2 separate regions of the Ovis aries genome follow, and region 1 is linked to region 2. The links are chromatin contacts, called in public Hi-C maps. All regions are on one chromosome and are shown on one strand. Each heading gives the region's core, a stretch centred on a gene start, on an enhancer-like site or on the middle of the called end of the contact. The rest is flanking DNA. Distances are from core to core; before and after follow the strand shown. Region 1 overlaps LOC114117633 (a long non-coding RNA gene). Region 2 holds the start of HNF4A (hepatocyte nuclear factor 4 alpha).

Region 1 (6,487 bases), core at 1,355-3,854, 63 kb after region 2:
CTGGCGGGCTACTGTCCATCAAGTCACAAAGAGTCAGACATGACTGAAGTGACATAGCATACAGGCACTCACACATATCTACTCTGTGATATGTATAAACATACATATACATATATAGTAATATATATATATCAGTTTTTTAATCCCATCCTCCTGTGGATGAACATTTTTTCCCCAGTTTTTTTGGCTATTACAAATAAAGCTGCTAAGAACATTCATGTACACACTTTTTAGTATCCAAATGCTTTCATTAATCTTGGGTAAATAAACCTAGGAGTATGTTTGCTGTGCATGCTAAGTCGCTTCAGTCATGTCCAATTCTTTGTGACCCCATGGACTGTAGCCCGCCAGGCTCCTCTGTCCATGGGATTCTCCAGGTAGGAACACTGGATGGGTTGCCATTTCCTTCTTCCAGTGATCTTCCTGACCCAGGGATTGAACCCACGTCTCCTGTGTCCCCTGCATTGCAAGTTGGATTCTTTACCCACCGAGCCATCAATTGCTAGTTCATATTTTGATAAGTGTATGTTTAACTTTTTAAAAAATGTATTTATTTGACTGTTTCAGGTCTTAGTTGTGGCACACAGGATCTTTTCTAGTTGTGGATGCAAACTCAGTAGCCGCATGTGAACTTCTTGGTTACGGCATGAGGAACCCAGTTCCCTGACCGGGAATTGAATCTGGGCCCCCTGCATTGGGAGCGTGGAGTCCGAGCCACTGGACCACCAGGGAAGTCCCATATTTAACTTTTCAAGAAACTTCTGCAAACTAGTTTCCAAAGTAATTGTACCATCTTGCATTTCCACCTGCAGTGTACGAAAGTTCCAAGTGCCATAGTCAGTCTTTTCAATTTTAACCATTCTAGATGTACTAGTTTTTTCTTTTTTAACCTATGGATCCCATAGACAGTTTCTCAGATTTTCTGAGCCTCTGTTTTCCCATGTATAAAATGGAGATAATCATGTCAGCTTTGAAAGGTGGCTCAGCAGTAAAGAATCTGCTTGCAATGCAAGGGACGGGGGAGACGAGGGTTTGATCCCTTGGTTGGGAAGATCTCCTAGAGGAGGAAATGGCAACCCACTCCACTATTCTTGCCTGAAAACCCCCATGGGCAGAAGGAGCCTGGGGAACTACAGTTCATAGGGTCACAAAAGAATCAGATGTGACTGAGCACAGCAGATCAGCAAGTTGGAAAGGTAGTGAAGACGTAGTTAAATGGCGCATACAGAGATGAGTGCACAGTAAACGCTTCATAAAAGGTGGCTATTTTATTACAAGTGAACCCCAGCCACTCTATGGACTGGTGACGTATCCCAGGACACAGCAACCTCAACTAGATGTAATGACTGCCTCCTTTGCGCTGAGTCAGTGCTGTTAGCCTGGAAGAATAATGATAGTGGCATTGACGGTACCAGGCACTATTCTTGGTGCCTGTGTGTGTTTGATCCTTATAAAGCCCTGTGAGGGGGGTGATTGTTTTCTTCCACTTTACAGATGAGAAAACTAAGTTGTAGGAGCCAGGTACTGGTCAAGGTCACACAGCAGTTCATATGATGGTGCCGGGTTTTGAACCTAGGTCAGTCTGATTGGGGGTCCACAGGTCTTGTAACGAAGGACCTGGCTCAGGACTAGCAAGATGGCCCCATCGTAAAAGTGTGTCTCAGACTTCCCTCGTGGTCTAGCAGTTAAGACTCTGTGCTTCCACTGCAGGGGACAAGGGTTCCATCCCTGGTTAGGGAACTAAGATCCCACATGCCGTGTGGCACGGCCAAAAAATGAAAAAAAAAAAAAAAGGTTTTTAAAAGAAGGAATAATAAAAGTAATAACTGATAATAATACACGCATGCATGCTAAGTCACTTCAGTCATGTCCGACTCTTTGTGACCCTATGGATTGTAGCCCCGCCAGGCTCGTCTGTCCATAGGATTCTCCAGGCAATCCTGCAGTGGGTTGCCATGCCCTCTTCCAGGGAATCTTCCTGACCCAGGGATCAAAACTGAGTCTCTTGCATTGCAGGCAGATTCTTTACCGCTGAGCCACCAGGTAAGCCCAATTGGTAATGAAAGGTATCTTAAAAAATAATACAGTGAGACTGAGCTAGGCAGGCTCTTCAGCTGGTCCTGGTAGAGAGGGGGTGAGATGTCTCACGCCCCTCTGGTCTCCTCACCGTTCCAGGCCCTGTCTGGGAAATGCTTCAGTCTGCCTGCCCGCACCTCCATCAGTCATCCTGACTCAGGTTAGAAAATCAGTGTGTGAACAGAAAAGTACAGCTGGGCCCTCACCATTTCTGAGAAATCCATACAACCGGCCCACACCACGTCTTCATCTCAAGTCAGAGAGCTGACCAGCTGTATCCTGGGTCCTGATTCTGAGGCTCTCAGGAGCAAAAAAGTTTGGCACGCAGAGAAACAAATCTCTGGCTCACTGGGGTTATGGATCACAAGCTCTGTTACGACCCCCTCATGGGGTCAGGCGTGCCTGGCACTTGCCAAGCCCCTGGCTTCTCCAGCCTTGGTCTGGACACTTGTCTGGACACTTGTCAAGCCAAGTCAGGCTCTGGATGGCTGATTGAGCAACCCGTGACCTCACACTGGGTCAGATCCATCAGGTGAGCATCTGGTTAAGAGCAGGGAACATTTTGTTCTTCAGAATCACAGGGCCAAAGAGTATGAACCTGCCCATCCACAATTCAAACCCCTGACACAGCCATTTCCTTCAGGTAAGTTCCTTCACCGCCCTGAGTTCCCCTCTGCTAAATGCAGGTTAACAAGCTTCTCCACCTTCCAGGACTGTTGTGAGATTCAGGTAATGAGTGTCAAGGGATGGCACAGACATTGGCAGACACTCAATAAGGGGGAGTTATTATCACAAATGGGGGCACTGAACACCAAATAGAAAACAGTAAGTTATACATACAGTGGATGAGACCCACTGGAGAGCCAGGCTGCCCAGGTTCAGAATCAGGCTGCCCCATCACGTTCTGTGTGGCCATGAAAACCTTTCTGAGTCTCAGTTTTCTTCTCTGTAAAATGGGAATAATAATAATAGGGTTATGAGGATTTAGTTAGATTTAATATGCTGGGAGAAGTGCCTGGCACATAATAATCACTTGATAAGCATTAACTATTTTTGATTAGTCACACAAGTTAGTCGTGGCACTGAAATCACACCAGTAAGGGTGTTTTACAGGATTAACAGGGATGGGAACTCATGTTTAGTGACCACCTTCTATGCACTTGGTGCTCCCAGAAGCCATATATTCAGAGATGTGTATTTGTACACACATCATTAACACGCAGTGAGGTGGGTGCTTCTACTTTCATTTCTTCAAAACTTTCTACAAAAACAAACCACAGATGCAGAAAATCATGCAAATTAATTTTGTATCTTAGTGAATTATCACGAGGAAAATGCCCTTATAAGCACCACCCAGGTCACAAAACAGAACCCTGTAGTCGCCCCAGAGGCCCCTCTGTGTACCCCATCCTAATCACAGCCACTCTCCACACAAATAGCTGCTTACCTGACTTTTATAGTAATTATATCCTTGCATTTCTTAATGGTTTAAGCATCCAAGTGTGCATCCCTAGACAGTATCAGTTCACTTCAGCTCAGTTCAGTTCATTTCAGTCGCTCAGTCGTGTCCGACTCTTTGCCACCCCATGAATCGCAGAACGCCAGGTCTCCCTGCCCATCACCAATTTCCAGAGTTCACTCAAACTCGCGTCCATCAAGTCCGTGATGCCATCCAGCCATCTCATCCTCTGTCGTCCCCTTCTTCTCCTGCCCCCAGTCCCTCCCAGCATCAAAGTCTTTTCCAATGAGTCAACTCTTCGCATGAGGTGGCCAAAGTACTGGAGTTTCAGCTTTAGCATCATTCCTTCCAAAAGAAATCCCAGGGCTGATCTCCTTCAGAATGGACTGGTTAGATCTCCTTGCAGTCCAGGGGACTCTCAAGTGTCTTCTCCAACACCACAGTTCAAAAGCATCAGTTCTTCGGTGCTCAGCCTTCTTCACAGTCCAACTCTCACATCCATACATGACCACTGGAAAACCATAGCCTTGACTAGATGGACCTTTGTTGGCAAAGTAATGTCTCTGCTTTTGAATATGCTATCTAGGTTGGTGATAACTTTCCTTCCAAGGAGTAAGCGTCTTTTAATTTCATGGCTGCAATCACCATCTGCAGTGATTTTGGAGCCCAAAAAAATAAAGTTTGACTCTGTTTCCACTGTTTCCCATCTATTTCCCATGAAGTGATGGGACCGGATGCCATGATCTTTGTTTTCTGAATGTTGAGCTTTAAGCCAACTTTTTCACTCTCCTCTTTCACTTTCATCAAGAGGCTTTTTAGTTCCTCTTCACTTTCTGCCATAAGGGTGGTGTCATCTGCATATCTGAGGTTATTGATATTTCTCCCAGCAATCTTGATTCCAGCTTGTGCTTCTTCCAGTCCAGCATTTCTCATGATGTACTCTGCATATAAGTTAAATAAGCAGGGTGACAATATACAGCCTTGACATACTCCTTTTCCTATTTGGAACCAGTCTATTGTTCCATGTCCAGTTCTAACTGTTGCTTCCTGACCTGAGTATAGGTTTCTCAAGAGGCAGGTTAGGTGGTCTGGTATTCCCATCTCTTTCAGAATTTTCCACAGTTTATTGTGATCCACACAGTCAAAGGCTTTGGTATAGTCAATAAAGCAGAAATAGATGATTTTCTGGAACTCTCTTGCTTTTTCGATCATCCAGCAGATGTTGGCAATTTAATCTCTGGTTCCTCTGCCTTTTCTAAAACCAGCTTGAACATCTGGGAGTTCACAGTTCACGTATTGCTGAAGCCTGGCTTAGAGAATTTTGAGCATTACTTTACTAGCATGTGAGATGAATGCAATTGTGCAGTAGTTTGAGCATTCTTTGGCATTGCCTTTCTTTGGGATTGGAATGAAAACTGACATTTTCCAGTCCTGTGGCCACTGCTGAGTTTTCCCAAGTTGCTGGCATATTGAGTGCAATACTTTCATAGCATCATCTTTGACAATTTGAAATAGCTCAACTGGAATTCCATCACCTCCACTAGCTTTGTTCATAGTGATGCTTTCTAAGGCCCACTTGACTTCACATTCCAGGATGTCTGGCTTTAGGCGAGTGATCACACCATTGTGATTATCTGGGTCATGAAGATCTTTTTTGTACAGTTCTTCTGTGTATTTTTGCCACCTCTTCTTAATATCTTCTGCTTCTGTTAGGTCCATACTATTTCTGTCCCTTATAGAGCTCATCTTTGCATGAAATGTTCCCTTGGTATCTCTAATTTTCTTGAAGAGATCTCTAATCTTTCCCATTCTGTTGTTTTCCTCTATTTCTTTGCATTGATCACTGAGGAAGGCTTTCTTGTCTCTCCTTGCTATTCTTTGGAACTCTGCATTCAAGTGGGTATATCCGTCCTTTTCTCCTTTGCTTTTCGCTTCCCTTATTTCCACAGCTATTTGTAAGGCCTCCTCAGACAGCCATTTTGCTTTTTTGCATTTCTTTTCCATGGGGATGGTCTTGATCCCTGTCTCTTGTACAATGTGATGGACCTCTATCCATAGTTCATCAGGCACTCTGTCCATCAGATCTAGTCCCTTAAATCTATTTCTCATTTCCACTGTATAATCATAAGGGATTTGATTTAGGTCATACCTGAATGGTCTAGCGGTTTTCCCTACTTTCTTCAATTTAAGTCTGAATTTGGCAATAAGGAGTTCATGATCTGAGCCACAGTCAGCTCCCGGTCTTGTTTAATTTCACAAAAAGATGCTTTTCTTAATCTATTATTAGGTTACTTGGTGGTAGAATTCATATTGGAAAGGCATTATACTTTTTCAATTCCATCTTCAGAAGATAAGCAATTCGTGTTTTTGCCAAATATTATGAACTCAGGTACTGAAGCATATTTGATGTTTCAGTTAACGGCAAGTATTGTCTTTGTTGCAGCTGAAATTGTCCCATCTTCAGGTTGATTTCCAAGTCCTTTGGATGTGACCCTAGGGCCTTTGATAGCTTCCTTATTATCTGATATGACAAGACATTCCAGGCTTATCTTGCATATTTCCTACTGCTGATCTGGAATCAGCAGTTTCTCTAGGAGGTCCTTATATTTTTTTAAAGAGAAAATAGGCTTTCAAGACTAGAATCTGAGTGGTAGGTACTGCTAGATTAGTCATTGTTTCTGTGCTATTTTAGTGGCTAGAACTAAATATTTATATATATACAAATATTTATAAACATATAGATACATGTACACACATATGTATATTTTATGTACGTATATTGTTGTTGTTTGTTTAGTCACTAAGTCGTGTCCAGCTCTTTTTGAAACCCCATGGCTACAGCCCACCAGGGTCCTCTGTCCATGGGATTTTCCAGGCAAGAATACTGGAGTGGGTTGCCATTCTTTCTCCAGGGGATCTTCCTGACCCAGGGATCAAACCCATGTCTCCTGC
Region 2 (6,339 bases), core at 480-2,979:
CGTGGCACTCCAGCTCAGTCGTTTAGGTGCAGGCTTAGTTGTTTCGAAGCATATGGGATTTTAGTGCCCCAAGCGGGGCTTGGGCCTGAGTCTCCTGCTTTGCAAGGTGGATTTTTAACCACTGGACCACCAGGGAAGTCCCTCACCCACTCGTTAATTCACTCCTTCATTAATTCACCCACCCACTCACTCATTAATGCCCTCTTTCACTAATTCACCCCCACCTTGCCCTTATTACCAAATCCCCCTGCCTGGCCCTTCCTGCCAACAAAGGAGGACAAGCTCCCAGGCCTCCAGAATCGTAGGTCCTTCTCCCCAGACCTGCACTTTCCACCTCTACCTCGAGACCTTATCTGCCCAGCTAGATCGGGAGCTCTTGCCCCTGTCTGTGTAGCGGGCAGTGAGGGCTGGAGGGGATGAGAAGAAAAACGTTAGGCGTGAATTGAAGGCCACAAGATTAGCAGGGCCCAGTCCCAAACAAAAATGCAGGCCCCTTGCTCAGAATAGCCGAGCATGAAAGCAAACACAGGAGCGTGAGAGGGGAGCTCCTTTGCCCCAGAGTGCACTGCTCGGGTGGCTTGCCCGCGAACCCCGCTCACGAACCCCGCTCTGGAGGGAGGAGAGAAACAAGGGAGATTTGAAAGGGAGGCCAAGAGGGTGGGGGTGGAGGGAAATGGATACCTGCTTGGTGTTTTCCTAACGCCAACTCATTTAATACTCAGACCACCCTTTGAAGTTGATTGTGCATTTTTCTAGAAGAGGAAACTGAGGCTCAGAGAGGAGAATCATTTACCCAGAGTCATGATTAGTAGGTGGTAGGCGCCTGAATGTTAATCCGGGTCTAAGGGACTATAAGCCTCCCTTCTTCCCTGGGGGGTGGGGGAGGCACGGGGTGGAGGGGGGGGAGCTGGAGGAGGTGACAAGGAAAGGGGTGATAGAATCTGTCTGGGCCTGAGCACCTGGGCACTGTGGGGGCTGGTGGTTGCCAGAGTGTGGTCCTGGGGAGCAGGGGAGGGGACCTAGACAGGAGTCTGGGCCTCTCAGTCCTTCCTGCCCCTAGGGAAGGCAAGAAACCGGAAGGGGCCTCCTAGAACGAGGATCTAGAAACCTGGTATGTGGGGCCTGAGACCGACGCTTCTGATTCATGAGCCATGAGACGGCGTTATCTCTATAAGAGGGTTGAAGTCAATGATTTGGGAAGTTCCTGAGTTAGGGCGTCTTGGAGGTGGGCTGTCAGTGTCTGGGGGCGCGTGTGAGCATGTCAGTATCAGCATGACTTGGGGTGACAGTGACTCAGAGGGTGGCTGAGTCAGGGTCCAGTGAGTGCTGGAGAAACAGCATGTGTCCGTCGTCTCACAGGACTGGTAACACGTTATTGGGGTGTTAGGGCCCCCCATCTGTTGTAAGAGCACCCTGGTGTCAGCCAGAAACCAACAGACAGCCAAATCCCCAGGGCCCCGCCCAGCCAGTCCACCGGGGTGGGGGGGGGGAGCCGATTAACCATTAACCCCCACCCCTCCCCAGCAGAGCCTCCACCCCTGCGCAGAGGCTAGGCCCAGACTCCCGGCAGACCCTCCCAGAGGACGGTTTGAAACGCAGGAAGGCAGAGAGGGCAGCTGGGAGGAGGCGGTGGGAGGGCGGAGCGCAGAGGCCGGGGCTCAGCCCAGAGCCTTCGGGGTGGGCATCCTGGGCAGGGCAGGCGGCCGAGGCGGGGAGAGGGAGGATGCGCCTCTCCAAAACCCTTGTCGACATGGACATGGCCGACTACAGTGCTGCGCTGGACCCAGCCTACACCACCCTGGAGTTTGAGAATGTGCAGGTGTTGACGATGGGCAATGGTAGGTGGGGGCAGGTGTGCCCAGGTGTGCCAGGTGGGGGCAGGTGTACCCAGGTACCGGAGCGAGTCTGACGCACTGGGTTTGGGGCTGGGGGGACAGCGGTAGCTGAGCGTGGTGGTCCCGTCAGTGAGGGCACAGGTGTTGCCAGGTGAAGTCAATGTTCCCAGGTACAGTGACCAGAAGCCTTCGGGGTGGTGGCGGGGGGCGGGGTGGTCTGCCAGGGCCATCTGCAGCAAGAGTAGGCCCTGGGTGTTCCTGCCAGGCCTTCGTGGTCCCTGTGACCAAAGCTGTCGCTGTGCAGCATGTCACTGGGAGCGGGGACTTCATGGTGAGCGTCCTCTCGGCATCCAGCCCCAGCCATTGGGCCCAGCATGACCTCTGCTTGAACCCCTTGGGCCGAGGTCCAGAGAGATGGAAAGGTTATGTCCCGTCCCCAGAGACGGTGGATGGAGACATGACTGTGTTTCAGGGTGTCTTTGGGACTTTCCTGGGGTGAACGCCCCACTTAGAGAAAATGGAGTTCTCAGGGAGGTTTTGCTAAATGAGATGGGGATCAACAGTGCGCATGGGCACGCGCATTGTGTGTGTGTGTGTGTGTGTGTGTGCGCACACGCACAAGCTCACTGGTATGCGATTGTAACCTCCCATTGGCATGGGTGCTTGAATTTCCATGTACACACGTGGGCAAGCGGTGGACTTTGTTGCAAATGTATGTCTGCAGGAACCCATTTGCATGTTTGTGTTCACTGGTCTGTGTGTGCACGTGTTCTGCATTTGTTTCTAGTTGCATTTCTTCTTTGAGTGGGTCCGTGTTTGTTGTTATCTCTAGGGATATCTGTGTTTATCTTGCTTATGTCCATAAGTGGCGATGAGTGTGTGTACAGTAAGCGGCAATGTGTGTATACGGTAAGCAGTGATGAGTGTGTATGTGTGTCCATGACGTTTGCACGTATGAGCTCTGGACGTGGATTGGTTTGTGCGTCCTGGGTTTCCTGGACATATATCCAGTTTGGGCATCCTGTCTCGTGCCCCTATTTGTACCTGCTTGTGTACGTGTGCACATCCCCGTCCTGGGGGGTCAGCTCTCTTCAGCGCTCATGTGATATGCCGTTGCCATTCACACACGCGAGTCACATCAGCAACACGTCCATTTGTCTCAGACCAGATTGCGTTGCCTGTGTGTCTCCCCAGGTTTGTACATCCGCTCCCGTTATCACTGAGAGCACATCTCCTCCACAAGGAGGTGGGGGAAGGGAGGAGGCTTGGAAGCCAGGATGCGGGGACCTGACCAGTCACAAGCCAGCCTGAGGAGGAGGGCAGCCCACCTGCCTTCCTTCCATGGTTCTGCAGCTTTAGCCAAGCTCTGTAGCACTTGAGTCAGCTCAGCTCAGCCAGAGGGAGGTATTTGCCCTGCCCGTGGTCAGTGGGCGTGATGCGTGGTCGCTCTCACCATTTGCTCACCTCCCCCTGCCATTCACTCACTGTGTGACCTTGGGCATGTCACCTCCCCTCTCCTGGCTCCTTCTGCAGAATGGGCTTAGTCACTCCAGGCCTGCTGGCTTTCAGGAGTGTCCAGGGATCACGTGAGGGAGCTGAGGGGAAAACATGTAGGACACAGTAAACAGGAAGCTGCTGCACTCGGTGGGGTGTGTGTGACCCCAGAGACAGCGTGCGAGACACCGACCACCGTCTAGCCCTGGACTGTCCCATCACCCCTTCAGAGTGGGTGCCTCCAGCTCCCAGGAAGTGTGTGTCCCCGAGGCAGGGGCTAAGCTCCTTACGGGATGTCCTAAAGACAGGCCAGCTCTAGCTCTGGAGCCAGAAAGATCAGGGCTCCAATTCTGGCATCCATCCTTCCTACCAGTGTAAACTTATGAAGCCATTTTCCTCTCTGAGCCTCAATTTTCTCATCTGTAAAATGAGAATAAATCATAGTGCCTGCCTCCCAGGGCTAACCAGAGGATCCCATGTGATAAGGCACCTGAGGGCTTAGCACTGGTAACTGGTCCTGCGCCCTCCATGAGTCAGGTCAGGAACTCTGAGCATCTTTAAGAAGGGTCTACATTCCCCATTGGAGTTTGAAGTGGGCCAGAAAGTTGGGGCGATGTTTTGCATATGTGCTGGGTTGGTAGCTCAAAGGTTCTAAGCTCCCTACCCACCTCCCATCCCTGATTCAGAAGGACCAGGGGGTCCTTTATCAGAGGCTCCAGCAGACACGCCAACAGGACAGCACTGGCCAGATCAGCACCAGCCTGCATGCCTGGACCATAAATCTGACTCCTTTACTTAGCAGCAGTGTGATCTCTGGGAAGGTCCTGTCCTTTCTGAGCCTTGATGTTCTCACCTGGAGAATGGGCACCATCCCCTGACCCTGGGGTGTAGGATGAGCTACTTGGCAGCACCCAGCCTATCCTGCCCAGGATGTGTGAGCCCTTCCCCCAGTCTCCGCCTGAGTTGTAGGGTCAGCTGTCCCGGTGGTTGGAGGAGGCAAGGCTGGAGGAGAAAGGGCACCAATGCAGCTTAACAATTATCCTCATCTCCAGGAATAATTCACCAAGTGGAGGGGGCCGTGCTCCTGGGCACCCTCGGAGGCGACGAGATGTTCAGCCAGGACATGACAGAAATGAGATGTGGCAGTGTGTCCGCTTGTGCCTGGAGGCTGGAAATCATCTGCTCCCAGAGTCGTCTTTTGCAGAAAAGTTTTTATTTTACAAACACTGATATAGTGCTTCTTACCTGCCAAGCACTTCACACATATTGATTCACTGAACATTCATAACAGCCCTAGAGATTATTATGTGCCCCATTTCACAAGCAGAGAAGGCAATGGCAACCCACTCCCTGGAGAATCCCAGGGACGGGGGAGCCTTGTGGGCTGCCGTCTATGGGGGTCACACAGAGTCGGACACGACTGAAGCGACTTAGCAGCAACAGCATTTCACAAGTGAGGAAATGAAGGCACTGAGAAATACATTAATGTGGCCAAGGTCCCATGGCTAAGAAGTGAGCAGGCTCGGATTTAAACTGGGCAGAAGGGCTAGAGAGATTACGCTCTTAACCACAGCACTATATCCCTGTCCAGTGCTTAGCTAGATGTTCCCTAGGAGCCCAAGATTGGATTCAGGGTGAAAACACGTGTGTGTGTGTGTGTATGACTTTGTGTGTTGTGTGTCTGTAAGCATTTTCCTGGGGAGATGGTTCACAGTGTCATCTTCTCTAAGAGGTCTATCCTCGGTGGAAGAGTTGCTTATAAAAATGAGGGTTCAGTTGCGGAAATATAAGATAAAATTGAAAACGACTGAACCAGTCAATCTGCCCTCTTTTGCAATTAGGGAAACTGAGGCCCAGGGGAAACTGAAGCAAGGAAAAGGAACTTGCCCAAGGTCACAGACGACTTAAGAGGCAGCACTAGTCACCAAGACCACAGCCATCTACCTCTTATCCCCCTCCTCACATAGATTCAGCAGGTGGTTTTTTTTTTTTTTTTTTTTTTTTTACCCCACGGTGTGTGGGAATCTTACTTCCCTGACCAGGACTCAAACCCACTCACCTTGCACTGGACATGCAGAGTCTTAACCACTGGACCACCAGGGAAGTCCCAGTGCAGTAGCTTTTGCTGTGGGGTGCCCAGATCCTTGCTATGATCCTCCCAGGAGGGCAAACAAGCCACTGTCCTTGACGTATGTCTTCCTGTTTCCTGGCAGAATTTGCAAGGCCCCTGAGTACCAAGTTGAGACTCACCCAGCCTTGGTCACTCAGTAAGAAATAGGACTTGGTTCTGGAGATGATGGGGGAATATTTACCCCTCTCATAGCCCCCTCTGCCCAGCCAATCAGGGTCCATAACTGTTGGACGCATCCTAGGAGACAGCCAGTTTCTTCATTCCTTCCCAGAGAAAGCTGAGGCTAGCGATTGCCACCATGGGGAGGAGCAGACCCTCGTTAAACAACTCTGCGAAGTCAGTGTCACAACCATCCCTAAGTTATGGATGCAAAATGGGAGTTCCAAAACAGCAAGGAACTTGCCCAAGTTCTTTGAGGGGGGTCAGTAGCACCTGGATCTAGCTGAGGCTGAAGCTCTGGAAAGATCCCTACAAGGTTCACTTCCTTTTCTGAATATAAACCACCAGGACAGCAGGGCCTCTGAGAGGTGACTTCCTGCCCCTCCTGCGTCCTCACTCTTTGCTTTTCCGGTGCAGACACATCCCCATCAGAGGGTGCCAACCTCAATGCACCCAACAGCCTGGGTGTCAGCGCCCTGTGCGCCATCTGCGGGGACCGGGCCACGGGCAAGCACTACGGTGCCTCGAGCTGTGACGGCTGCAAGGGCTTCTTCCGGAGAAGTGTGAGGAAGAACCACATGTACTCCTGCAGGTGAGGAGCCTCGATTTCTCCATCTGGGAAACGGGTGCACTTGGGCTGATGTTCCCCTGGGGTCTGTCTTCTCCCTGGGTAGGTCTTGGAGCCATCTGCCCTTCAAGGCCTTCAAGCCTCTGATTTCT

The links. Hi-C and Micro-C count contacts between places; a contact is called where the count stands out from the background.
Region 1: a contact with region 2 is called in a Hi-C map of liver, with 5 times the contacts expected there. The contact joins the enhancer-like site here to the promoter of HNF4A in region 2. A contact is called at or near these places in 8 of 16 Hi-C or Micro-C datasets (blood, hypothalamus, liver and 3 more).

Annotation. Positions count from the first base shown.
Region 1 is chr13:72,840,182-72,846,668 of ARS-UI_Ramb_v3.0, forward strand. LOC114117633 (a long non-coding RNA gene) reads left to right here. Exons shown (of 3, transcript XR_003591289.3): 3 at 1-2,315. Among named protein-coding and RNA genes, the nearest start is that of TTPAL, 7.5 kb to the right of the region's middle. Within about 2 kb of position 2,605, at least 3 of the 54 cell types and tissues checked have an H3K27ac peak or open chromatin away from gene starts, as enhancers often do. A contact at or near this core is called in liver, where this site is marked.
Region 2 is chr13:72,777,762-72,784,100 of ARS-UI_Ramb_v3.0, forward strand. It overlaps HNF4A (hepatocyte nuclear factor 4 alpha), which reads left to right and starts at 1,730. Exons shown (of 10, transcript NM_001205153.1): 1 at 1,730-1,838; 2 at 6,037-6,211. The coding sequence starts at 1,751.